Linked DNA regions of Gossypium hirsutum: region 2 is linked to region 1. Evidence: chromatin contacts called from public Hi-C data. All regions are on one chromosome and are shown on one strand. Each heading gives the region's core, a stretch centred on a gene start, on an enhancer-like site or on the middle of the called end of the contact. The rest is flanking DNA. Distances are from core to core; before and after follow the strand shown. Region 1 has its middle 21 kb from the start of LOC107945744. Region 2 holds the start of LOC107945472 (trihelix transcription factor DF1).

Region 1 (2,697 bases), core at 81-2,580:
GGAACTGAATAAAAAATTATGCCAAGTCCAGTAAACAAAAATGTGAATTACTGGAGATTCATGAGTTGGGTTCTGTAGTTTTATGATAAGCTGGGGCTTAAAGTTTGAAGGGAATGAAGATTTAGAGGGGAAAACATACTTAAAATTTAGGAAGCCAAGAGTGACGAAAGGAGGATTTTGTTTTGTTTTGTAAATGTAAATCATAGAAGTGAGGAAGAATTGCTTGTATTGTATTTATTCATGTTGCAGAAGATAGGAAATGGAAAGAAAGTAAAGAAAAACCCCTAAAGTTAATCCTACAAATATGTCAAATTATATTTGTCCTCAGGGAGTACAGATGTCAATCATGCTCACCTTGTTACAGTAATAATTAGTTTGTTTAGAGTTTTTATGAAAATATCTCTAATTGATCTTCAATTTTGACATATCTTGTAGACATAAACTTTTATTGAATTTTTTTCAGATGAAATGAAAACTAGTTTTGCCAATTTATAACACACAAGAACATATGTAATATTGTTCATGAAACATAAGATTGAAGTCTATATGAAAGGGAGCCTGATATCACAGTTGTAATTTCACCCATAACCAAGTTAAGGCTCAGTACTTGGTATATTCATACTATCTCACATATTGATATTGTCATATCATTGTATTTAATTTTACACTAGATCAAGACACGTTTTTTTTCTCCATGAAATTAGGTTCCCTCCAACAAAAACACAATCTGCACAGATTAATAAATCATCGGAAGAAAATGCTTCAAGACAACTGCATCTCGAAACAAATAGGAAATCCTAGTAGCCTTGGTCGATACAGAAAATTTGCCACAAACAAGAACAAATAGGTTGATTCTTCATACTCTTAAAGAACAAAAAATAAAAATAAAAAGGAAAAGAAAAAGAAAAAAAAAAGGTAAAGTGATAAGAGAATTTAAAAAAAAAATAGCAATAAGAATCAGGATTACTCACTACTAAACAAGGAAACTTACTGAGATAAGAGTGGAAAGAATTGCAATAATTAAAATTTGAAATTTAGAACATTCAACATCATGTTTCATTATTATGAAAACATTAATGATCAAATACATCTATTTAATCCTACATACATGCATAATTAGAGAATTGATAGCTAATTAACTAAATATCTGCAAGTAATGTACATTCGTGCATGCACTAACTTCCTAATTCATGCATTCTAATTTATTTAATGAAAGCACATTATTAAATAAATTCAAAGGTCACTTAGAAAACTTCCATACACTTGCAAACTAGAAATGAAATGAACTTGGGCTTGACTTCAGTGGGCTTGGATTCATCTCCTTTAAGCTTCTCTAATTGGGCTAAAAATTTTTGCAAGTATAATGTAATTTCATATTGCATTTGTTTAGCCATAGTACGAGTTATTGGCCCAAAGTTATCCATTTGAACTCAAGCAACTTTGTCTATTCCATGATTCTTATTAGTTTATCAATTTCGAACAATGCATAATCAACATCGGAAAAAACATTATTGGTGTGGCCATGATTGCCATAGAATAGACTGTCTTAGATCTCTCTTTAAATAACACAAATTTATTCGAAAGTTGCCTAATAATTTAATTGTTGGAAACAATATGGACCAACTTAAAACATCAATAGGGTGAGCATATATGAGTGAGCTCTTGTAAGATGATTTCACTTTCCACTTATTTTTTTTATAGCTACTCCAGGTCTTCAAAAGGTTTACCATCAACTTTTCACTTGGTATTGGTGCACTACATGGCGTGGCTCCTAATTTCTTTTGTGTCAATAAATTAAGAACATATTTTTTAAGACAAAAAGATTCTTTTATTAGTTTGTGTCACTTCAACACCCAACAAATACTTTAGCAACCCCGACTGATTAAAATTGATGTGAAGAAAATATTTTGAAGATCAAATGCTTGCAATATCACTTCCAATTAATGATAACACAACTAGCAATATTATACCAACCTCAAACTATTTATAGAACACTAAATGATCGCAATTACTATTCTTTGACTCATTCTTGATTTGTCTCACTAAACCTACCTAACCAAGTGTGAGTACATTGTTTCTAACCATATACGATCTGCCTAGGCAACAAACTTTTCCTAAGCAACAAATGCATGTAGTTACTTTATATAAACTTCCACCTGAAGTTCATTATGTAAAAAGCACCATAAGTTTGATCATGCTCTTTAGAAACAAGATGTCTTTAAAATGAATTATTGATCCATTTGGATTTACTTTAACCATAAGCACCTATTTACAAGATATTGCTTTCTTTCTTGTAATCAGATTTACTAAATCTCAAGTATCATTATCATTTAAGGCTATCATATTCTCTAAAATAGAATTGAGCGAACCACCGTGGTAATGAAGATATTGTATATCCAACAAGGTAAGATCATTGGATAGTAATCTTGAAATGTTGAGACCATTGTAGCACATATGCTCATTATCCATTTGATTTTTTTTGAAATGCTATTTTCAATTACTTAAGATTTTGATTACATTGAAAACTATAAATGAGCTTGAGTATAAATGAGCAATATGTGAATAGTGTTTATTTAGATAATCATAAAGAAATAAATTGTTGATAAAATAAATTCTTATCGATATATCATAAGTGAATTAAATGAATAGTATTAAAAATAAGATTGACATGATCATTTGTGAAATGTGATCATGTCA
Region 2 (2,697 bases), core at 123-2,622, 560 kb after region 1:
TACAGGCGATGAGAATTTATTTTTGGTGGCTGATTTAATAGAAGCAAATTACAGAATATGGAAGACTGAGCTTATTACCAGATTGTTTCCCCCTGAGATTGCCACGGCCATCTGTTGTATTCCACTATCTGAATATGTTGACGATGATGTGCCAGTTTGGAAAGGAGAACATACATGACTTTACACAGTCAGGAGTGGCTATCAAATGTTAACCTATGCCTCTGATTATACAGACTCTACCCAAGGTAATATTGACTTTTACAAAAAAATTTGGTCTCTCCAAATCACTCCCAAAAATAAGATAGCAAATTGGAGAATAATACACAATTTTATTCCTACAGCATCTATACTTTACAATAGAAGACTTGCTATTTCCCCTATGTGTCCCCGCTGTAATATTGAAGCTGAGACTCCGCTACATATAAGCACACGGTGTGGCCCTGCACAGGAAGTTTGGAGACAGGTTAATCTTGAATGGACTCTATCTGGTAACCATGAGGACTACTGGAGCTGGTTTACTCACCTAATGAGATCGAGTGACACCACGCCTGTTTTACCATCGCCATTACAATTTGGGGTTTGTGGTATGCTCGTAATAGACATGTCATGGAAGGGAAACAACAACATGCACTAGAAATTAGTGCCAAAGTTATCAGCCTTGTTCGTGAACTCAAGGAGTTCAGAGCGAAATTACCCGAGGCAAGGATAACGATGAAGCAAAGCTGGACCCCCCCGACGGATCCGATGCTCAAGCTTAACTTTGATACTGCTTTTCATGCCCAAAGCCGACAGTCTTCTTCTGGTTTTGTTGTTAGGAACGCCCAAGGCCAGGTTTTGGGAAGTGGTATGGTACGGAACAATTTTGTCTCTGATCCTTTCATGGCTGAAATGCTTGCTTGCCTCGGATGGTCTGCGATTTGCCACTGACATGGGTTTCAAGAATTTAGTGGTTGAAGGGGACTCAAGATCTACTATTGTGCGTATTACTGAGATGGGTAGGGATAGATCTGCAATTGGGGTTTATGTTGAAGAAATTAAGCAAAGAGCTAGAATGTTTGATAAAATAATTTTCAGATCTATTGATAGGAACGCGAATCGGGTGGCCCATATTCTAGCTAAAGCAAGATCTACTTTCAATGAAGACCGATTTTGGGTAGAGGATGTACCTGATATGGCTGTGTTGGTGGTGAAGGCTGACTGCCCGATCCCAGTTGCGCCGGATTAAGGTTTTTCCGTCCTCAGCTAGGGCTCCTTCATGCTTCAATTTGGAGCTTCCTTACACTCTTTTGTATTTAGTTTTGAAACCCTGGTTTTTGCCTTTTCTTTTCTTTATCTCCTATCCCAGGAAACCGAGGCTAATGGGTATCTTTATTTATTGCGCACCGTTTTGTTTAGCTTCTTTAATAACTGTGCCTCGGTATTATTCAAAACAATTATTCTATTTAAATTAAAACAAAGTAATATTACTTTCTTAAAAGAATAGTTTTAAGTGATTTTATAATAAAAAACTCAAACTTATAATAATATAATGAAAGAAGTATAATTCTATCACAAATAAAAAAAATCATCACATAAAATTTATAAAACATATTTTATATAATTATAAACAATATTAGATTATAAAACACATGAATGAAAATAGGATTATGTAGTATATATTTATAAAAAGTTTAATATTTAATTGAATGGTAAAATAAAAATGTTTAGAGTGGGATTTAAAATTTGAATTATTGTGCCTGAAATAAATTAATTAGGAAATATCAAAGGAAAATAATCAGCTTGGTTTTTGCCCCACACAATGCACCGCAGCAACTCTTCTCCCCATCTTATCTTATCTTTTCTAGAGAAACCCTAATTCACCTCTGCCTTTCTTACCTACTTAACCCAATAAAATGGTAGAATTCTGAAGGGAAAGAAAAACTTCACCTTAAACAGAAAAAAAGAATCCTTCCTTCAACTCTAAAATATTTACTTTTTCCATATCTCCAAGGAAGCCCCAATTAAAATTTCACAGTTTTTTTTTTTGGGGGGGGGCTTTGGGGCTGTAAACTATTTTACTGAACTGCTATTCGTGATGATGGAAAATTCAAGTTTCCCAGAAAGTAATACAGTCGGCGACAACGTCAGCTTAGAGAATGAAGAGGAAGCTAAGGTGAAAAATGAAGAGAGTGAAGGGAATTTTTCAGGGAACCGTTGGCCAAGGCAGGAGACTTTAGCTTTGTTAAAGATAAGGTCTGAAATGGACGTTGCTTTTAGAGACTCTGGTGTCAAGGCTCCTCTCTGGGAAGAAGTTTCCAGGTTTCCTTCCTTTCCTTTTCTTCTCAACCATGTTTGATTATTTTTGAAGTAGGAAAATGTTGGGTCCTCCACTGAAAAAGTGGGGAAATTTTGGGTTTTTGCTTAGCTTGGGATATTGATTTCCTTCTAGTTCAATTATACTGTAAATGCAGTAAAAACGTTTTATGGGTAAAAAACAAGTCTTTTTTTAAAAACTACTTTGTTTCCATTACACTCTCGAAGTTCAGTAATCTTAACAATCTTTTAAATTTTTTTACTTTTATTACATTATTGTCAAGTTAAAGTAATTGATTTCGAGGTGCAATAATGGGATTCCTTTATCAGGAAATTGGCTGAGCTCGGGTACAATAGAAGTGCCAAAAAATGTAAAGAGAAATTTGAGAATGTTTACAAATACCA

The links. Hi-C and Micro-C count contacts between places; a contact is called where the count stands out from the background.
Region 2: a contact with region 1 is called in a Hi-C map of leaf, with 4 times the contacts expected there. The contact joins the promoter of LOC107945472 here to the enhancer-like site in region 1. A contact is called at or near these places in 6 of 34 Hi-C or Micro-C datasets (leaf and seedling).

The regions. Positions count from the first base shown.
Region 1 is chrD12:32,232,046-32,234,742 of Gossypium_hirsutum_v2.1, forward strand. No RefSeq gene overlaps it. Among protein-coding and RNA genes, the nearest start is that of LOC107945744, 21 kb to the left of the region's middle. Within about 2 kb of position 1,331, at least 2 of the 9 cell types and tissues checked have an H3K27ac peak or open chromatin away from gene starts, as enhancers often do. A contact at or near this core is called in leaf, where this site is marked.
Region 2 is chrD12:32,791,957-32,794,653 of Gossypium_hirsutum_v2.1, forward strand. It overlaps LOC107945472 (trihelix transcription factor DF1), which reads left to right and starts at 1,373. Exons shown (of 2, transcript XM_016879493.2): 1 at 1,373-2,298; 2 at 2,623-2,697. The coding sequence starts at 2,075.